2 separate regions of the Hordeum vulgare genome follow, and region 2 is linked to region 1. The links are chromatin contacts, called in public Hi-C maps. All regions are on one chromosome and are shown on one strand. The core of a region is the stretch at or near the end of the contact, and the rest is flanking DNA. Distances in the headings are between cores, read along the strand shown.

Region 1 (3,615 bases), core at 355-2,854:
ACAAGATTATGAATATCATCTAACATAGAACAACAAAATAAAATGACGCTTGATACGTCTCCGTCGCATCTACTTTTTCAAACACTTTTGCTCTTATTTTGGATTCTAACTTGCATTATTTGAAGAAATGTGTGGTTGGGAAACTCATATTCAGTTGCAAGATGATTTTATTGAGCATGTGTGAGATCATGTTGGCAACCAATATGTGTATTTTGTAGACAATTTAATTTTTATTGGGCTTGTAAAACTTTTCTATATTTTATTTTCGGTTGTGAAACTTCATTTGCTTATAAAAAATATGCAAAATGTTTATATTTAAAAATCGACGACTAGCCGGCCACCCAGGTAAATATGGATCGACGCGTTGGGCGCGCTGCCAACCCAAATCATAGACCGGGCGGACACAGAGCCGACGGACGACCCAAATGGACGAGAAACGGAAAAAATCATCCTCCGTTTGGGTCGACCAGTTGGAGTTGCTATAAGGGACCATCTGGATACGATTGTAGGCGTGTCCGAACGCCAAGTATAGATGCTTTAAGATATTATATACTCCCTCCGTTCCAAAATAAGTGTCTCAATTTTATACTAGCTCTAGAACAAAGTTGTACCAAGCTCGAGACATTATTTTGGGACGGAGGGAGTATATTTTTTTTGAGAGTTGTTTTCATTCATATCATGAATCAATACAATGAAGTTGACCCTTACAAGCACACTGAAACACAAACATGGAGGACCTTGAACACCTAGAGTACCTAAGACAACCATAACAAGAGGATCTCCGAAGCCCTGTGTCATCATCCCTGAATCTTGAGAGAAGACCCCTGCAGCAGAAGGATCTGCAACCAGTCGTAAGCAGGTCATCATCTTCGACCATGGTACAATTGCCGCCACGCTGTTTCCTCCTTACTTGACACCAACGCTAAAAGGGCATGGACATCAACCCAACACACCTGCAACAACCGTCGTCATCTTTGGCTTTGAGTACCGCGAAAAGTGTCCCTTTCGGAAGGAAGAGAACTCGAGTCATCCGACCGGTCCAGCACCACGGCCGGGCCATCCGCCCAGACAAAGAAGGATCTCCCACCAGCATCAGCGCAGAGGAAGGAGAAGAACATCATCAGCAAATCATACCAACAAGGAAGAAGAAGGGTCTTCGTCTCCCTGCATCCATCGCCCATCTGAGGACCCAAACGGCCAGTGCCAATGGACCTCCAGCCACCATAGCCCGCGACCTCGACGAGATCCGGGGATTCCCAACCCCGCTGGCTCCTAGACGAAGGCAAAAGCCTCGCCTGACCGTGAACGGAGCCGGAGAAACTTATTCCGACGCAACACCACCGCAACGGCCTTGACGGCGTCTCCCTCCCCCCTAACCCTACCACACACCCACCTAGCGAACAGACCCGAGGTTCCCCCTCCCTCCCACCGCCGGAGCGGCCGACGGAGAGAGAGGGAACCGGAGGCGTCACCGGCGGCGCGCAAGGGAACCCTCGTCGCCTCCCTTGAACGCTTCGTGCGATCCTACTTTTCCGGAGGAGTAGGAGGGAGTACATTTTTTTTTAAAGCATGCTCTAAGATATATAGAGATTGTATCTTTATCAACGTGCGGGCAATCGTGCGGACGTTCTAATAGTACTTTCATGGATGTGCTCGTGTATGGATCTGGTGGGTAACGGATGTGCTCGTGTATGGATCTGGTTCAGCTTCACCATCCACAAACCCATCCAAACCCGCACCATTGCCATCGTCGCCCCGGATGCGCCGACGGGCCCGTGGCCGCCGTTCAACCGCGCGAGCTGAGTAGCCCTGTAGCCGCACCTGCTGTGTCGCAGCGCGCCACTGCAAATGCCGGTGCCCAGGTACTACAAGTAATGTTTTGTTCTAAGCAACCGTGCGGCGATTTTGATTACTCGTTCCTCTTATTACTTTTTTTGGGCTACTATGTACAAATTGGGCGAAGATGATGATCCTTTTTTTTAAAAAGAAGATTGCGAGGCAGATACCTGATTCGCTAGATCAGATATGGAAGGGGGCGGGCTCCAATTTTCTGCAGCAGAACCACGCTAAATTAGTTCTTCTTTTCCTGACAACTCAAACGAATCTGTGGTATATCTTCCAGATTTTTTGGTATTAACATCAATAGTAAGTAACTGCGCTTTCTTTTCCTTCTGTTGGGATTGCGTAAGGGATGTCAGAAGTATAATACTGCTGATTATCCTTCCATCTGTATCATTATCGCCCGTATTGGGTTGAAAGAGCACCACACCACTGCCCTGTTCGTATTGGGTGTAATTTTTGTGTGCTCTCCCGTATTTAGTCTTTCTTAAGAGTGCAAATTGCGTACCAAATTTTTATAGAAGGCAGAAATATGTGACAAGAATAGCTAGAATGCAAAGAAACCTATGGTACCGGCTAGCACCATAACACCGAATGAAAAATACAAACTAATCTCTCACAAAACTATGAAAAACACCTTGTTCCGGCAGATCCCCAATTCTGTCTAACCTCGTCAAGAATGAGGTTGACAGATTGAGAGGTAGATCGCTGCTGAGCCACGTTTCTATATACTCTCGCATTCCTCTGTTTCCGCAGGCTTCCGCGCAATAAGAATGCTTAGTGAATCGGAACTTTTCCTGGTGGTCTTCGGAAGCGGCTTTCGCGATCTGAGCCACCAACCCTCTAGGTTGTCATCCGTATTTAGTTAAAACACCCCTATTCTTTTCAGGCTTACAGCTACTAGGAAGCAGGGGAATCAGAGGTATAGGGAGGCCATCCCTTTGACCGAGAGCTTCATACTTGTTGAGCCACGCATAACACAATTTGCAGTCGCAAGACTCAGCTAAAACAGGCCAACTATATGCAAGTTGCTACTTTTATATGCAAATGGATTGCTCTCTACCTCTGGAGTAGTGCCTAGGCTTAAAGAAAGTTTCATTAAACTGCTCCATCTAGTGCAGTTTCTGACTTTCTGTCATGAAAATTAAATAGGCACTACCTCTGGAGTAGTGCCTAAGCTTAAAGGGGGTTTCAATGAACTTGGTCATCTAGTTCAATCCCTGTCATGACAACTAAATAACATTATAATATTAGCCATGAAGTTTCAACGATCATATTTTTCTACTCCAGTTGCCATCAAGATAGCTAAGTGCTGAGGACCAATGAAGATGCAGGTTGAATATGTCAGTGCTACAATTTCTCGTTCAAGGAAGGCGTAACGCAATTGTGCCCCCTATTGGAATTGGTTGCCTCACATTTGGCCCCCTAATGCATGTGAGTACCCCGTGTTTATGCATATGCTTTTATTGTGGCCTTAACAACTTCATCAATACACGCCATAGGTTTAACTTGTTTCTCCATTGCAGCTTCTCCTCCAGAGTTTACATGCATCTCCCTATTCTGTGATTATCCCCTGAATATCTTCCTCTCAGATACACACAAAATATATGGCTAGTAGCACCGAACTAGTGTTTGCCGGGAAGTCGGTGGCAACCTCAGCCATCTCCTTCTGGATCAACAAGGCTTTCACATGCCTGAATAAGTACTTCAAGGCTGAGGGCATGCAGGATATCAAGAAAAGATTGCGCCAGTTGATGCCAAATATCCAGCTTGTGC
Region 2 (3,674 bases), core at 595-3,094, 320 kb before region 1:
CCTTCATTTGAGAAACTGAATAAAATCCTCTAATTTAAATACCAAAATCATACAAGTCCTTCAAATAATAACATTTTTTGTTACGGGAAGTTCAATAAGTAACATGGGAGCTTCTTATACAACATACCTATTGTGACACGCTTCCTTTGTCCGCCGGATATACCTCTTGCCATGTCATTTCCAACCAATGTATCTGAACAGATATGAAGTCCTAAGATCTGCAACGACAATAAAGTGCTATCAAATGAAGCAACTTGAATCTCAATTTGTGAACTGAAAGTGTACTTATCAAAGTTGAAGAGCCGCAGAGAACCAAAAGCCCATAAGTCAAACCTGCATTATGTAGTTTGTAACTATGTTGCTCTTGCCTCCGATGGTAGATTCCTACAAGAATGAAACTATGTATTAAGAAACATTGAAACAGTGGATGTTTTGTAAGATAGTACTCAATGTGTCAGAAACTATGTTGATGTGAGCATGTGACTCTAAGGAAGAAAATAAGGTCACTTTACAACTTGGTATAAATGACATATTGTTAGATCAAGTTGCTGGAGCAAAATACTACACTGTTGTTTATGTGACTAAGCGAGAGAAGATGAAATCAGAACATGGTCAATACGACTAAAGAAAATTGCTTCAAATTTTCTTTAAATGTGTGGAAAAGAAATACACATGCTTTCACCTTCATGAACACGTCGATGTCGTGTTCCGGCGTCAGGTTTGCTTCCCTCTCCCTTCTTGTCAGCTCGGCTAACAAATCTGAACAAAGCACGCACGTCTAAGACGCATAAAAAAAAAGGTCAAAACACACAAAATTCACCTTGCATATAGTACGTACTCCCTCCGAACAGGTGTGTAGAGCATGCGCGTATTTCTAGGTCGACTAACAAACACAAGTACACTTGGAGGGACTACTCTTTTATCATCACACAAGAAAAAGGTGAAAACACACAAAATTTACCTGGCATATAGGAGTAATACGTACTTCCCTCCAATGAGGCGCATAGAGCATGCATGCATTTCTAGGTGGGTGAAATCTATTTGAAACCTTAAACTCATAGAGCTCGTCGGAATTGAACCACCAATTCTAAATTTCTGAAATCTGTATTCTGACCTCTTTGATCCCGGGCATTATCAACCCTACGCCGATCCCAGACATGTTTGTCACGATGCTCCCCTCGTTAGCACCTCCAGCAGCCAGTCAGAGACTCAGAGGCCGTGCTCTCAGTCGGCGGCCTTGCTCCACGCGCCCCTCAACGTGTCTAGACTCTAGAGCGTGCGTGCTTCGCCGAATTCCGTCAGTACAGAACTACAGAACGATCAAACTAGCAGGCGTGTTTGTTGCTACGAGTACGTGAGCTAGCTCCTCGAAATACATCCACACCTGCCTGCCTGCTTCAAGCCAGCTTCTACGCGAAAACGTTGGAATACACTGCTTAACCAATCAATTGAGCACCTTGGTGAGTGGTCACCGGGTATTCGCCGCGGAGTACTCCAGTCGAGCACCTTGGTCACCGAGTCCATGGCGCGCCGCACCAAGTAGTTGACAACGATGTGGTTACCGAGGGGTTCGGGCACGAAGTCGAGCAGGTGGAGAAGGAGTGCTCCCTCCACTCCAGCCGCCCAACTGTCCAGCCGCTTGTGCCGCTACAGCCTCTCCGCGGACCGTGCCCGGCGAGATGGGAAGGAGGATAAGGCTCGCAGCTCGCCAGGGGCGGGCGAACGGCGCGATGTGCTCGAGCGGTGTTGGCGGCATGGAGGCGCCGTTGATGGCCGCGGCGGCGCAGTTGAGGAGGAAGTGGATGAGGCAAGGGCTGTACGCCTGCAACAGTGGCCCGGTGCTGATTTGAGGAGAGAGAGAGGATGGGGATTGGGGATAAACGATGGATATGAGATGTGGGCCATGGACATCAGTGAGAGTAGACTCTGATCTCGGACGGGATGCATGTGTTTCCAGGTGTGCCAAACGGGAGATCATATCCTGTGCACCGATCCAATTTGTGCATCCAATGCATCAGTTGATTGTGGACCCTTAGGCCTGTTTGTTTAGTCCCAACTAAAAAGTCTCTAGTCCCTATCTATTTGTTTTCATTGACTAAACAAGGACTAGAGATCATTAAATGACATGTAAAAAGACCATGTTATCCCTAGTAATATACTACTCCCTCCGTTCCAAAATAAGTGTCTCAACTTTGTACTAGCTCTAGTACAAAGTTGTACTAGGCTTGAGACAGTTATTTTGGGACGGAGGGAGTAGAAGTTATTAAATGACATGTTAAAAGTAGGGATAGTGTTGGAAAAAGTGCCAAAATAAGTCCAAAAAGACCCTCCCATAAGGACTTCTTCCTTTGGTCCCAAAAGTACCCCATTTTAGTCCCTAAAAGTCCCTCATGTTTGTTTCACATGGGACTAAAAAGAATTTTTTTTGTCCCTACACCAAAAAGTCTCTGGAAACAAACACCCCCTTAGATGAAGGGTTCTGATATTACTCACACGTGTGGGTGTTAAGAATGTCTTGCCACATGTCTCAATGTGGTGTATAAAAGAAACAGTCCACATGACTACGTGTGACCAAAACTGCTAACGTCCACACGTCCGGCCTCCTGCCTCGCGATCCGCACATCCAGCCTGTCACTTCGCGGTCCCGCGTGCCACTGCAACAATTGTCATGGTTGATGAACCATGGCAACTGTTTGTTTAACTGCAGTTAACATGTCTTGACAACTATAGTTGATATGGTTGCTCAACTGCAGTCGTCATGTTTGAACAACTGCATTGTCATGTAACACTGAAAAGACATGGCAACTGACAGGCGTGCGGGCATGTGGACGCGCGATGGCAGTTTTACCTAGTTGCCATGTAACACTCAAAAAAACATGGCAACTGACAGGCGTCTGGGCGCACGACGACAGTTCCCCTCAGTTGTCATGTAACACTGAAAATACATGGCAATTGACAGGCATGCGCGCACGACAGTTCACTCAGTTACCATATAGCGCTGGAAAGACATGGTAACTGACATGCACATGAGCACGGCAGTTCTACTCAGTTGACATGTAACACTGAAAAGACATGACAACTGACTGACATACGGGCGTGTGGGCGCGACGCCAGTTCCACCACACGCCGGGTTAGCAGCCGCGAGCTCTGCGTGCGCGAAACAGGCGTGTGGACGAACTAATAAACGCCCATACACCAACCCCTTCCTACGTGGTACAAAAAATCTGCCAATTTTTTTCCAGATTCGTGCAAACACAAACGGACAGCAATTGGGCGTTATCTTTTCTTAGATAAAAATGTAATGGATCAGATTTTGATCAAAAATCGGACTATATTATTTTTGCGGAGACAGCCTTGCAGTTTGTACAAACTAACCCACACTCCACGACACACTCTCCCATAAAAAATCTGTAGGTTTATTTTTTTGCCCAAACATAAAATGGTTCATATATTTTGAACCTGATGTTCGATTTAAGACCCGGTTTGACAGTCATTTTTGTCTTGATAAGATTTTTAAAATAAGATCAATGTTATGTTTCCAAAATTTATTATTTTTTTGCTTCTTTGAAGCTTGACTCAAAATTTGATGTACTAGAAGGATGTGTACACTGGACACATGTGTCACAGAGATGCATATATTCTTCACTAACAAATTACAAAACGTATAAATGTCT

Evidence for each region. A called contact is a pair of places that touch in the nucleus more often than the background predicts.
Region 2: a Hi-C map of seedling shows a contact between it and region 1, with 5 times the contacts expected there. The contact joins the promoter of LOC123401845 here to the promoter of LOC123403278 in region 1. A contact is called at or near these places in 2 of 6 Hi-C or Micro-C datasets (leaf and seedling) and 1 of 1 datasets of contacts at active chromatin or transcription factors (embryo).

The regions. Positions count from the first base shown.
Region 1 is chr6H:48,663,375-48,666,989 of MorexV3_pseudomolecules_assembly, reverse strand. It overlaps LOC123403278 (disease resistance protein RGA2-like), which reads left to right and starts at 1,604. Exons shown (of 5, transcript XM_045097233.1): 1 at 1,604-1,862; 2 at 3,130-3,273; 3 at 3,366-3,615. The coding sequence starts at 3,447.
Region 2 is chr6H:48,982,941-48,986,614 of MorexV3_pseudomolecules_assembly, reverse strand. It overlaps LOC123401845 (ABC transporter G family member 37-like), which reads right to left and starts at 1,844. Exons shown (of 19, transcript XM_045095701.1): 1 at 1,457-1,844; 2 at 683-759; 3 at 334-384; 4 at 128-218. The coding sequence starts at 688.